Regions from separate parts of the Sus scrofa genome. Here regions 1, 3 and 4 are each linked to region 2. A link is a contact called in public HiChIP or PLAC-seq data. All regions are on one chromosome and are shown on one strand. Each heading gives the region's core, a stretch centred on a gene start, on an enhancer-like site or on the middle of the called end of the contact. The rest is flanking DNA. Distances are from core to core; before and after follow the strand shown. Region 1 overlaps AKAP13 (A-kinase anchor protein 13). Region 2 overlaps AKAP13 (A-kinase anchor protein 13). Region 3 overlaps AKAP13 (A-kinase anchor protein 13). Region 4 has its middle 40 kb from the start of AKAP13.

The links. HiChIP or PLAC-seq counts read pairs in DNA pulled down with a chosen protein or histone mark.
Region 1: a contact with region 2 is called in an H3K27ac HiChIP or PLAC-seq map of alveolar macrophages. The contact joins two enhancer-like sites. A contact is called at or near these places in 1 of 47 Hi-C or Micro-C datasets (liver) and 1 of 2 datasets of contacts at active chromatin or transcription factors (alveolar macrophages).
Region 3: an H3K27ac HiChIP or PLAC-seq map of alveolar macrophages shows a contact between it and region 2. The contact joins two enhancer-like sites. A contact is called at or near these places in 1 of 47 Hi-C or Micro-C datasets (liver) and 1 of 2 datasets of contacts at active chromatin or transcription factors (alveolar macrophages).
Region 4: a contact with region 2 is called in an H3K27ac HiChIP or PLAC-seq map of skeletal muscle. The contact joins two enhancer-like sites. A contact is called at or near these places in 2 of 47 Hi-C or Micro-C datasets (heart right ventricle and mesenteric adipose tissue) and 1 of 2 datasets of contacts at active chromatin or transcription factors (skeletal muscle).

Annotation. Positions count from the first base shown.
Region 1 is chr7:88,168,867-88,172,506 of Sscrofa11.1, forward strand. The region is part of intron 17 of AKAP13 (A-kinase anchor protein 13); the gene reads left to right. Among named protein-coding and RNA genes, the nearest start is that of KLHL25, 120 kb to the right of the region's middle. Within about 2 kb of position 1,760, at least 24 of the 83 cell types and tissues checked have an H3K27ac peak or open chromatin away from gene starts, as enhancers often do. A contact at or near this core is called in alveolar macrophages and liver, where this site is marked.
Region 2 is chr7:88,024,023-88,027,152 of Sscrofa11.1, forward strand. The region is part of intron 3 of AKAP13 (A-kinase anchor protein 13); the gene reads left to right. Among named protein-coding and RNA genes, the nearest start is that of AKAP13, 140 kb to the left of the region's middle. Within about 2 kb of position 1,664, at least 31 of the 83 cell types and tissues checked have an H3K27ac peak or open chromatin away from gene starts, as enhancers often do. A contact at or near this core is called in alveolar macrophages, liver, mesenteric adipose tissue and 1 more, where this site is marked.
Region 3 is chr7:88,192,671-88,196,086 of Sscrofa11.1, forward strand. AKAP13 (A-kinase anchor protein 13) reads left to right here. Exons shown (of 38, transcript XM_021099912.1): 21 at 1,181-1,316; 22 at 2,397-2,509; 23 at 3,099-3,251. Among named protein-coding and RNA genes, the nearest start is that of KLHL25, 98 kb to the right of the region's middle. Within about 2 kb of position 1,866, at least 1 of the 83 cell types and tissues checked has an H3K27ac peak or open chromatin away from gene starts, as enhancers often do. A contact at or near this core is called in alveolar macrophages, where this site is marked.
Region 4 is chr7:87,847,833-87,851,266 of Sscrofa11.1, forward strand. No RefSeq gene overlaps it. Among named protein-coding and RNA genes, the nearest start is that of AKAP13, 40 kb to the right of the region's middle. Within about 2 kb of position 1,554, at least 73 of the 83 cell types and tissues checked have an H3K27ac peak or open chromatin away from gene starts, as enhancers often do. A contact at or near this core is called in mesenteric adipose tissue and skeletal muscle, where this site is marked.

The DNA.
Region 1 (3,640 bases), core at 510-3,009, 140 kb after region 2:
GCAACACCAGATCCTTAACCCACTGAGCAAGGTCAGGGATTGAACCCACAACCTCATGGTTCCTAGTCGGATTCCTTAACCACTGAGCCACGACAGGAACTCCTAGAACTAGTTTTTTTAATGTTAATTAGTGTAAACACTCTATAGTATATATAATATACTTTATGTATAACATAATATATACTATATAATATATAGTCTCATACCTGTAGCCAGTATATAAGAAATTTTTGAGAAATTGAGGACTGAGCTCTTATATGTCCTTTTATGAATTATCATTAACTGGCATGAGTTATTAATAAGATAAGTATCGGAGTTCCCGTCGTGGTGCAGTGGTTAACGAATCTGACTAGGAACCATGAGGTTGAGGGTTCGATCCCTGGCCTTGCTCAGTGGGGTAAAGATCGGCGTTGCCATGAACTGCGGTGTAGGTTGCAGACGCGGCTCGGATCCCACGTTGCTGTGGCTCTTGTGTAGGCCAGTGACTATGGCTCCAATTTCGACCCCTAGCCTGGGAACCTCCATATGCCACAGGAGCGGCCCAAGAAATGGCAAAAAGACAAAAAAATAAAAATTAAAAAAAAAAATTAGGTAAGTATGTTGAATCTTTTTTGAAAGAGGGAGAACCTTAAACAGGAAGTATAACAGGAACACTGGCAGTTTCTGCTTTTGTCTTTTAGTATCTTCAAGAAGTAGTGCTGTTTCCTGCTGAGTAAATTTGCTTGCTGTGGAGTATTTAACAGCAATATGCATAATGTCTGCATTCATAAAGGGTGTAGGGTGACCCTCTTTAAATCATCCTGTCACACTGATTTTCTTTCTTCCAAGCTTTCCTTTTTACAGACAACTAGGAGATGGTTAGAGATGTTTTAGACAAATTCTTAATTGACTTGAGAAGTAGGCATTTTCAGATGCAAGGATCACATTCCTGCACAGCTGCTAGTATACTCTGTAACTTCATAACAAGACATTGAGCTTCAACTCCTGCTTCTGTGGTGTGTCTAAAAAAGAACTAAATCCATCAGCGTTTCAAAGGTGCCGATTAGGGTAGAGTAGTGTTTGCAGAGGCCTGCATCAACATTAAATATAATTATCTCTCTCATTCCGTCTTTGATTAAAGATCTGCAGTGTGACAGTTGCTTTAATCACAGCATGTTTCACAGTTTTCCAGAGAGTTCTCTGATTTTTTTCAATTGTAATTACTTGTCTAAAATGGTAGGTTTAGAAAAATGAAAAATCATTTACCCCTCATAGTATCATAGTGTAGTTGTTACCTTCATCTTTCTCTTTAAATATGAGTTTCTATTTCCCCAGCACACCGTTTTAAAGCATTTTGGGAGGTGTTGAATCTGGAAAAGTCCAGCTTCAGAAAACAACCAATCACCACTTTACCACAAGCCACCTCACTAAAAATTTTCTTAGGAAACTAACCGCTTTTTATAAAATGAGGACGTCTGTTTAAATAGATGTGTTCCTTAACTTCAGGTGTTAAAAAATTGGCCTCAATCTTGCCAGAGTTCCCATCTTGCAACGTAAATACTCTCCACACAGTGTGTTTGGAGAATTTGTTCTGTCTCATGTCCTGTGTCTTTTGTAACAGGGTAGTTGGCTCTACTGGCAGCATTCAAATAGTTAAGCTTGTCTTAAGGAAATAAGCAACCTCAGCCCTCCCTCCTTCCCTTTCTCAACCAGTCTACGGCTTCCTCTTACAGTTTCTGTAATGGTTGTTCTCATGGCAGCTCAAAGCTGCTGGGCTCTGCCCTGCTGGCATGAGCCCTTCCTTCCGTGAGAGCACACTTCCTGGCATGGGGGTGGAACCATGTCGGTAAGATGGGGTCGGTTTCATGAAGCACCCCTCGTAACAGTGAGAATCATAGGACCAAAACATGGGGAGGTAAGAGCCTGACTTCTTTAAAGCACTAAATTCTAATAAACACAGGAAGAGATGGTAGAGTTTATTGTTTTGTTTTGACCCTTGGAAGAGCTAGTTTGGATTGTTTCAAAGAGTTAGGAAATTATTAATTTACTCAGATTTTGAGAGCATTGCAAGGAAGGCTTGAGAGAATAAGTTAGTTGCCGTAGAAGATTTTCTTATCTCTTGAAACATGCTTTTTAGCTTTCTTCAGCAAAATGTCAGGTGCTGTTCAGTTTAACATTTCATGTGTGGAGAAGCCTTCATCAAAAGGTAGTTAAAAGAAAAAAGTTACACGAAAAAACTCAATTTTCGTGGTTGATTTTTATTAAAGTTTTACATACTTTAACAGTTACTGATTTTTACTCAGAGCAGTTTCCTGTTTTGTAAAGTGAGGTAGTTTGTTTTTCTCCCTTCCTCTGTTGTTGTTTTATATAGTTGTGAAGCAAAGCAATTTGGCTCTTGGATTTTTTTATGTGTATTCTGTTCACAAAGGGCTTTATACAAATCAAACTTAATAAACATTCACCATTTCAGTATAGTGCATGAGTTCTGAATAGGAAGTCAGAAGACCTGGGTTCTGATTTTAACTGCAGATCGTTTGCTGTGTGACCTTCTGTGAGTCAACAAACCTCTCTAGCCCTTGACAGTAGAGCATAGTAAACTAGAGCCCAGCTGTAGAGTTGGCAGATCTGGGTCTTAATTGCAGCTAGGTTAGTTATTGTTATGCAGCCTCCATTGCGGTATCAGACATCTCTAAGCATCAGCCTCCTCAAATGCAAGATGGAGATAGTAGATGGTACATGCTTCATTGAGTCGTTACGGGAAAATTCATGTTATTGGCTCACTGCAGTGTTTGGCACATAGTAACTGTTCAAACTTAGAGCTGTTCTTTATATCTTTTTCTTATCAGTTAGAAAATGAGACGCATAATGCCCGCCCTATTCACTTCAGAGTTATTGAATCAGATGAAACAATGTACATGGAAGGCATCGATTCAAAATGTAAGGCATGTAGTAGTTGTCATGACCACTAACTTCAGGGTACCCATTTTTCAGGAGTTTTTTTAGATTATGAGAGGTATTCTATGCCCTGGAAAATGGTACCCCAGAGTTAGCGATCATGACAACTGCTGAATACATTCTTCCTGCTTCTGTGAATTGTAGTTCATGGTCGGATTACGTTGGAAGGAAATGATTCACTTGATGTTGATTAACCAGCTGAGTGTCTGCGTAACCATGCTTGCAAAGGATCTTTGATGGAGAGCTAGTTTTACCCCACAGCCCTAGTCCCCCAAGAGTAGTGTGCACTGGAAATGTCCCTGACTGCTTAGGTGTTTTGTTAAGGATCTAGCATGCATTAATATTTCTTAAAGTTTGCATGGTTTAAATCCCTGCTCCCTCAAGTTTGAAAATTGGGCAAAAAAAAAAAAAAAAAAAAACCTTGAAATTCTAGTGAGTAAAAACAGAACATGTATATGTGGAGGATATTTCAGTACTTCTGGCTAGAGTAAGGGAGGAAATCTCAGAGAGGTGCCCTAACTTTAGGGGTATATGATGGGTGGGAGGCAGTCAGAGGAGAACTTCGATCCCTTTTCTTGCTGTGCAGCCATCTTTCCTCCCCTTGGGGCTGGTCCCAGACTGTTACCATCCTTTCTTCTACTCGCTGCCTGCTTCCCCTGTGGCTGAGCTATGGCTCGCTGAGGAGGCTTGGTGGCCACTGCAGACT
Region 2 (3,130 bases), core at 414-2,913:
ATGAGGTTCTCTCTTACTGTGCTCATTTTCCTTAAATAAATGTGTGTTTAGACCAAGCACGTATTAATTGTAGAATGGAAAATGAGACAAGATTTTTTGGTAGATGCTGCCTACAATTTTTGTGAAAGGCTTTAGTGCAGAATTTTTCATAAAACAAAATCTTTTTCTTCTTCAGTATTGTAGAATTCACAGCAAGAGTTCTTATTTGACGGAAAAACTGTAAACATTCGTTGACCCCAAATTTGACTCATCTCTTTTGTATTTTTCTTTTCCATTTCACTCATCGGAGACAAGGTACTATATAAAGTAGATCTGTTATCAAAATAAAAAAAGAAAAAAATATATTTTGCATCATCAGAAGTCCTTTGGGGCCTAATTAAAAATCAGTGCTTACAGCTCAAGTCTCAGCAAGAAGTCCTGTGGTTTCTAGCAAGCAGCAGATGTCTAGAGATTGTCAAATCGACTAACATGTTTGAAAAGAAGTTCTTGGTTTTTAACTGGACTGATCAGAGAATTCTGGTGCCCTCTCTCTCTGCCAAAGGGATCAGTTATTTTTTTTATTTCTTTTTTTTGGTTTGTTTTTTGTGATCAGTTATTTTTTAATGGGTATTTTCTAACCATCTCCCTATTCTAAAATACTCTTTCTATAAAGGCTATCTCTAGGCAGACATGGTTTGATGTTTTAAAAGACTTAAATTACTGTTCCAGTGCTAGTCAGTATATATAGCGGCTATCCTGGTAAAACATACTAAGAAGGGAAGTGTATCTGCTGTCTACTGTCCTTTTGTAATGCCTATATGGAAATTGTGGTATACCTCATCACTTGGGATCTATAGGCACAGCCCTAGAAATGAGCACATGCATTACAGTAGGGCCAGTATCCTCCCAAGGGGTCAGAATTGGTTCTTGGGGGAGGGGTTAAAAAGTCTTATACTTTATATATAAAGCACAGGTATGTGTGGTATATCTGTGGTGTTAAAATTTTATGGGTCGGGGTGGCAGATAGAGAAAAACCTTTGAAAAGGCTCCTTGGGGGTTGACAGTGAATAAAAGGTTGAGATACACTGCCTTAGAGTAATAAGCTGGATTATTACAGGTCAGATTTTTCCTTAACATTAATTAGTCCCCCCCCCCAAATGTACATGATTCCTCTGTCAGCTCTTTTTCTCTCTCTACTTAAATGCTCCTATATACACTTTGTACATATACCAGATTTTCACATCTACCTTTAGACCACTGAAAACTATAGCAATAGATGAATACTTTTGCACATAACCCTATCTCCTATTAAAGTGTGAGTCTGAAGACTGAAAATTTCCTTTAACCCTACATAGTCACTCCAATGGGAGGAAAAAGACCAAATTCTTAAATACTTTGATGCCAAACTGAGGTAGTAAAAGGCATTATTTTTATATTTTCCACCATGATTACTGATGGAGCCTTTCTTGTAGAAGATGATCAGATGGGACTGGGCTTGGCTGGCCCAGCAAGCGCTTTCAAGGTTCGTTTTTGGATAGTTAGTGAAACAAAGTCCCATTTGTTCCATCCTCAAAAGAGAAGGCCAGGATGGGATGTATGCCACTTTTAGCCTAATAGGAAATGAAGTAATTCTTGGGTCATGCTTTAGCAGCTTTGTTTATTTGCAGCAATATTTCGTTTCCATGGGTACGGGTGCCTCATACAGTGATAAGGAGCCTCAAAAAAGCTCTCTGACCTCAGGAGCACACACCTCCTGACCTGTGCGCTTAAAAAAGGTTTGGATTAGATACTTTTAAGAGGACCATCAGCAGTTAAATTTTTGGTTCTCATGTAGGTGCTCCTGCTTGTGCTTTGTTTATATGGCATTCTTCCCCTTGCCTTTATTTTTTTTTGGTTCTGCAGTGTCTAAGGGCAGTGTATAGCTCAGAAGCTATGTTGGGCCCTGCTGCAGAAGTTCTTGGTAGAGTATTAGGGATGTTTTCCTTGAGTCACCTGAACAGGAGCATTTTAGTAGCTAACAATCATAATAAAGTACCAGTTTTAGATGCTTGATTTATGCCAGGTGCTTTGTGTACAGCCATCTCTGATTTTTTTTTTTTTTTTTAGCAATCCGGAAGGCTAGTGGTAGTCTCATTTTGCGCACAAGACACACAGGCTTCAGGATCGTGTGTTTTTCAGGGTAACTAGCCTGTCTGCAATGGAGGTGAGATGCAAACCTGGTATTTTCTGATTCTGTGGCTAATTGTCAGCATACCTCAGGGCTCCTTACAATTCACTCAGTTAGGGTCAGATTTCCTACCCCATAATTTACTTCAAATTTATGTTTTAAATCAACTGAACCTGGTTGTGGGATAAATTCAGAAGTTAGTTTTGAAAAGTGGAACTAAAGTTTAGCCTCTGTTTCTTTAACCGTTCATCTCTCTCCTCCCCTGTGTCAGTTCTCTTGGGGGTATTTCCCTCAGAAGAAGCTCAGGAAAATTTTCAGAACTTCCTCTTTTAAAAGGACTTGTGATTATTATTTTCTTTCTTTGTTACCAGGAAATTTAGTGGGAAAGAAAAACACCATGGAACTAGCTGAAAACCTTACAACTCCTCTTTTGTTTTCATGAAAAAAGAAGTTAAGTTGTAGTTGCTATGTCAAATCAGATATGGTTTCCCATCCCCATGTTTTTGCCCTAAAGATGTAGACATCATTGATTCCTTGCATTTCGTCTGTACAAAGGCAGGCATAAGACTAATGGTTTCTGAAAATATCATGTCTCTAGAGCTAATTTATGGTAGTAAGAGATAACTATGTGTGTAGATGTGATTTCAGTTTTATTAATGGTCCATATTAACCTTTGTGTGTTTTTTTTTTTTTTTTTCCTAGATGCTTTATCTGAAAAGTTGTAGGGATTAAAATATAATCCTGTGGACCACTTGAGCCTAGTAGAAAACCTGAATGTGAGAGAGTGTCTCCACCAGCCTCATGTGGTGGATTTCCAGACGGTAGAGTGAGGCAGTTTGTTCACAATCAGTAGTAACTCTTCCAGTTTACTCAAAGTTTAATAAAGACTGAGCCAGGAAACCCTCAGTTCTCCTCTTCTCTTTTAACCCTCAGTTTTTCTTTGGAAAAAGAAGCCTGTAATCATACCAAACAAATTCCAGATTT
Region 3 (3,416 bases), core at 616-3,115, 170 kb after region 2:
CAAGAGAAATATGTAGTATGAGGACCAATCGCTAAAGGAATGGGTCAAAATCTGTGTCCTCAAACATTGTGCAGTCAGATCACCTGGGGCCCTGGTAAAATGTGTAGACTCCCAGGCCTCGCCCCCACAGGACGAGGAGGCCTGGGAATTTGCACAGTTAACAAAGCCCAGCAGGGGTTCTTAGTAGCAACTGCCAGTATCACTGGCCTCACTTGTCTATCTCCCAGGTTCCTTTTATCCCTTTATCTTTCAGTCTTCTTTCTCTTATCTTAGTTTAAATATATGATACTTTGACACAATTCTTTATCCTTAATGCCTAAGTTCCATCATACCCCTCAGGCAACCACTTTATATTTATCTTGAAGTTTCCATATTAAAATCAAGCAAATACCAATGTGAATTATTAACTTCTTTAAAACATAAAAAAGACTGTTGTGTACTTTGTGTGAATTTTTTTTTTCACTTAATGTATTATCCTGCAGATCTGTGTCAGTTCATGGAGAGTGTCTTCATTTTTGTTTTTAAAGCTTCATAGTATTCAGATGTAGCATGTACCATAATTCCTTTTTTTTTTCCCCCCTTTTTTTCGCTATTTTTAGGGCCATACCCGCAGCATATGGAGGTTCCCAGGCTACGGGTGAAATCAGAGCTGTAGGTGCTGGCCTGCGCCACAGCCACAGCAATGCAGGATCTGAGCCTTGTCTGCAACCTACACCACAGCTCACGGCAACACCGGATCCTTAACCCACTGAGCAAGGCCAGGGATCAAACCCGCAATCTCATGGGTCCTAGTTGGATTCATTTCCAGTACGCCACAATGGGAGCTCATAATTTCTTAACTGACCGTCTTTTGATACTCAGTTTGTATAATTTCCAATCTTTTGCTTTTACCAAACTTTGCATTGAATAACTTTGGACATTTGTCATTTCAAACATAAACAACTTAAGCTTGGCAGAGTAAACATATCCTAAAATGGAATTGCTGGATCAAAAGGGATAGGCATTTAACGATTTCAGTAGCTTTTGCCAGATTGTCCTCAGGAGAGTTTTCGTACCCATTACACTCCCAGGGTACGTCTCTTTTAGAGCAGTTTGCTTCTCTTTGGCGTTTGTCTGGGGAGTTGGCACTGGTGGGCACGGATAGCTGAATCTTCACTTGATGTCCTCTCTTCCTTTACAGCCTCCCAGCCCAAGGAGCGCCCTCGGTCTGCCGTCCTTCTGGCCGACGAAACCACTTCAGCCCCTGTGTTTGCTAATAGACGGTCCCAGCAGAGTGTCTCGCTCTCCAAGAGTGTCTCCATACAGAACATTGCTGGGTATGCGGGGATGTAAAGATAGCACAGTTGACATCTAGGTGACAAGAGCATAGTGATTATACTATGAAGAGATTTTTTTTTTAGAAAAAAAATGCATAACTTCATGAGGAGGTGCAGAGCTAAGCGATACAGATGGTGGAATGAGGGTTCCATTTTCATGCACCATCATCACCGTTTTGTAACAAAGATCCCCTATAAACATCATTTTCAGGCCAGTTGTCCCCCACTTTTTTGTTCATAATCAGCCCTGCTTTTAAAGAAACTACATTCTAGAAGGATGCTTTTTAGATCAAAGTTAAAAGTGGGAATAGGATAAAAGATGATTTAATTCTGAATTTTTAGTTGGCAACCATTTATATCTTAAGATGTCTCATTTTTCTGTTGGTTGGATGAACCTGGGCAGGAAGAGGGGCATAGTTTTGTTTTTTTTACTGTTTTCTGTCCTTAACTCCTAAGTCATGGGAATGACTGACGGGCTGGTATTACAGTAGTTTCCAGTCACTCATTTGCACTGAGTTCCTTTTGTGGTCCCTATAGAAGTTGCCGTGACCCCTGACTATTCAGGCCTCGGCTGTCTGTGGTTAGCACAGGGCTGATTATGATGTTGTTGGCTGTTTGGGGTAAGATGCCTGCCTTCCCATCAAGCAAAGAAGTCATCTCAAATGTAGGACTCAAAACATTTCTTGCAGCTCTCTTAACCTAAGCTGGAGGAAAATTCCCATCTGAAGGATGCAAATCTGCTTTTGGCTGTATTTCCTAACCTCTGTGCTGGCTAATGTTCCTTCCTCCTTTAAAAACAAACAAAAAAAAATTTCAGGTATTTTTATATTGTTTTTGTCTTTGTTTTGTAATTATCCAAAGGCCTTTTTTCAAAGTTATGTTATCAAAATTTGTTTATTATGACTTTTAAAAGTTGGCCTTAAATAAAATTTAGTTCTAAATGTTTCTGGCTTAGTTTTGTGTCATACCACAAACGTTTACTGGGTGCCTAATGTAAGGTCTTAAGATCCTCATTTAAGGCCACAAACCATGGCTCATCAGAATGTATTTGACAGTGTTTCTTTTTTTTTTTGTCCCCAGAGTTGGCAATGATGAGAACATATCAAACACCTGGAAATTCCTGTCTCATTCAACAGACTCACTAAATAAAATCAGCAAGGTCAATGAGTCAACAGAGTCCCTTACTGATGAGGGTAAGAGGAAGTTATGGCCTGTATCACATGCCTCTGAGACACGGTACCATTACCTAGAATGCAAGTGCTAATAGAATAATGAATGACTCCTGCCTCTTCCTTACTCATGTAAAGATTCTCTAAATTGTCTGTAAAGAAGTGCCTTATAAAGAGTTGGTAAACCAGCTGTTAGATAGCTCTCCACTGAAGAATGTGTGTCGTTGATTTTAATGTGGTCAGACTCTGGTACAATTGCTTTTTCTTCACCTAGACTCTGGTACCCTTTGAGTTCTAGCTCTCAGCACAGTTGTAAGCCTGTTCAAACAAGTAAAGTCATCAGGACCCTTGCAGTTCCTACTTCACGATAGGAATCATGTCTTAATTGTGTTTGATTTATGTGCCATTTATGGTCCTTAACCAAAGTCTTGAATATAAAGTATGTCACGCCCAAACAGAAAATGGCATTCTTTTCTAATAGAATATTGGTTCATCCTTGTGTTAGTGCAGAGTGTTTGCATCTCATGAAATTATCACCCTGAGGAAAGTTCAGTATAGGTTTTTGAGAGATCACAGATCCAAAATTCTGATGTTGATCTTTTGGTATTTTGAGGAGTAGGGACAGACATGAACGAAGGACAACTAATGGGAGACTTTGAGATTGAGGCCAAACAGCTGGAAGCAGAGTCCTGGAGTCAAATTGTGGACAGCAAGTTTCTGAAACAGCAAAAGAAAGATGTGGTCAAACGGCAAGAAGTGATTTATGGTGAGACTTCATTTGTTCTGCTAGTATGTGATTTGCATTATTTGCATTGTTTATCAGGCGATTTATTGGGCTGTGGAAAGTTGATTTTCCAGTATGTAGCCTAAGATTTTCTTTTAAAACTTTGAGGTATAAAGACTTGATATTTTTTCTTTAATTTTATTGAAC
Region 4 (3,434 bases), core at 304-2,803, 180 kb before region 2:
AAGGTGCTACCCACACATCCTGAATCAACATAGCTTTTGGCTTTTCCCTCCCAGCTTCTCTCCAATCCAGACAACAGGAAAGAATATTTGAAAGAAAGGGAAAGTGAAGGATGAGGGGGAAAGTAGACTAGAATCTTCAAGGAGAACTCCTCCACAGCCAGACTGGTTCTCAGTGCAAGCACATTGACACTGATCCCATGAGCACTCTCAGAATACTTTTGTTCCTGTTTTTCAACAACTCTACCACTCTAAGTGTGGTGTCCAGAGCAGCAGAATTGGCACCACCTGGCATCTCCTTAGAAGTGAAGAATCTCAGCCCTCCCCAGACCTCCTGACTCAAAATCTGCATTTTAACAAGATCCCCCAAGTGATTCATATGCGCATTCATGTTTGAGAAGCACTGTTCTAAGGTTTCCAAAAGGCAAAATAAAACTGCAAAGTGAACAGCTGCAAAACAGATGCAAAGCAAACCACGTGGTGTAACATATGACTTCTCCAGAGGATTTATGACCCTCTGTGGATGGTAGCTTGTAATATAGAAAACAGAAATTTGAAAGAATGTGTGCAAAAAAATCAATGTCATGTTATATCTTTTTAATTGCCCTTAAAGGGATCCACCTTGGGTTCAAGAAAATGTAGTGCTAGTACCTAAAACTGCTTCATGCACCCAATGAGGGCACAAGTATTTGGTGGGTTTTTGTTTTTGGTTTTTTCTCATAAGGAACAAAGTTAAGATTTATACTGATCTTCCATGAAATCAGGGAGTTTGATTTGATCAGTATTTCCAACACAGCATTCCATAGTACCAAAATTTTGTAACGAGAAAAAAGTCAATGTTGTATATTTTAAATAACTTAGAAAATAGACTAAGGTGACTGGATCAGTTTCAACTTAAAGTCCTCATTCAACTTACCCAGATTGATTCATTGAAGAAATATTAAGTACCTCCTAGTGTATAGCACAAGGAAATTTACTCAATACTGTGTAATAAAGTATATGGGAAAAGAATCTGAAAAGGAATGGATATATGTATAACCGATTTACTGTGCTGTACTCCTGAAATTAACATAATTTTGTACATCAACTATATTCCAATAAAATTTTAAAAAGAAAGAAAGATTAGGTCCCAGAATCTTTGCAAAGGAGAGTTTGAAGGAATGCAGCAACCAGTGCTGCAAATCATTGCCTGAGATTAGGTGCGGCAGGCAGCACTTGATAACTGAGACGAGAGGGGAACAGAGATGGGGGAGGAGTCGGACCCGCAGGACCTGGAGGGAGGAGGAGGGGGAGGAGCTCTGGATGCCCTTGTGAATGCGCTGGAGCTCGACCGTTCGGGAGGCAGGTCTAGCCGGATTCACACGCTTGCCTGCAGGACAGACCACGACTCTGCTTGTGGAAGGTTTTCCGAGGACAACGTCCCGCGATCCCGCTGCCTCTTTCCCACGGAGCTGTGGCCGAGTTTCAGTTGAACAATCCACAAGGGTCAAGACTCTGGAGAGCAGGTCTAGGAGAGGCCGCTAGAGGCCGCGCTCGGTCCCTTCCCCGAAAACCGAAAGGGCTCCAGCGAATGTGTGTTCAGCCAGCACTGTGTTCTTTCATAACCTCCGCGCTGTGCTTGCGGCTCTCTGCGAAGGCCGGAGGCAGATCAAACACCGGCCTCGAAGTCAGAGAATGCTGTAGCCCCTCCATCACAGATGGTGGGATGCTGGGTGGCCTCTTAGAGCCCTTCCTCCGACTGCCGGGCCTCTCCCCAGGACTCCCCTGGGGCTGAAAGCTTGGTCCGCTGATAACAGTCCCCTGACCCCGCTGGGATTCTGAAGCCCAGAGAATGGATTTGGAGAGAAAGCAGTGGAGCAAGGGTGGAGAGAGAAGGAACCTCAGAGCTCAGGCAGGCAGACTCCTTCCCAGCGTGGCACCTGAGCCTTGGGACTGCTCCCCTGGAGGTTGGGCCTGAGTTGACGCTACAGGAGGAACCCAAGTGGAAGAAATCAACCAATCTGGGAAATGAAGCAGAGGTTTCTAGAGGCTGCCCCGCCTAAAAGAGTGTTCAAAGGCCACTGAATTCTTAAGGTCATTGGACTTTTTTTTTTTTTTAACCTGTGACGACTCAGTCAGGACAAGGCAAGCAAGAGAAAATTGCTCCTGAAATACTTCCTGAAAAGTTCTGAACCAGTGAATCACAATCCGGTCGCAGGACAGAGAGGCACTGGCACTTCCACAGGGAAAGGAAATCACCCAATATTTGTGAGCACCCCTCCAGGCTCACAAATTTTTGCATTCAGTTGCTTAGTGCTTTTTGCATTCAGTTGCTTAGTGACCTAACAGGCCAGGGGGGCGAATATAAATATCTCCATTTCCCTGATGTCAACATCAGGACTGGGAGATGTTAAGTAATTTTCCAGGGTGGGCTGGTAACAAAGTGACAGAGCTATGATGCTTGTTTATTTGATTTAGTTTATAAATAGATTATACAGTCACATCATTCAAAATCATAAAGCCTAGAAAAATCTCTCATCCACATGACCCCCAAATATCCAGTTGCCTTCATACACAGGTAATAACTACCATCATGTGTTCCTTATTATGTAGACACTTTCAGCATTTCCTTATGCATACCAGTTAATGAGAAATATATTATTTTTGTTTGTTTGATTTTCTTGTTATTGTTGTTGTCTTTTTGCCTTTTCTGTGGCCACTCCCTCGGCATATGGAGGTTCCCAGGCTAGGGGTCGAATCGGAGCTGTAGCCACGCCACAGCCACAGCAACGTGGGATCTGAGCGTCTGCAACCTACACCACAGCTCACAGCAATGCCAGATCCTTAACCCACTGAGCAAGGCCAGGGACTGAACCCGCAACCTCATGGTTCCTAATCGGTTTCGTTAACCACTGCACCACGACAGGAACTCCCGAGAAATATATTCTTATTTTGACTCCATTTTCTCACAAAACATGGCATACTATATACATACTGCTCTGTGTCTTGCTGTTTTTACTTGATATCTTGTAGATCTTTCTGTGTCAGCACATTAAAACCTTCTTCATTCTTTTCCTTTTACAGCTGCACAATATTCCATTGTATGGAGGTACCACATTTAATTAACCCATTCTCTACTGTTGGATACTGGGTTGTTTCCAATCTTTTGCTACTGTAAACAGTGTTGCAATGAATAGCTTTGTACCTACATCGTTTTGCACATGCAAGAGCCAGGAGTCCATATCCTTCCAGCTCTAAATAGTTTGTTCCTTCCCCTCTAAAGCTGATGTAGGACCAATTATATATGCCAGTTGATAGGTAAATACTCATATCTCTGTCATCCCCACCCCCATGCCCAGTCTTCCTATTTTCCTGTTCTAGTTATGAAGCCTATTTGTATTTGAAACAACTACAGAGACTCTGGACAGAGAGTACTTGCCATTTTATCTTTTTCTGTG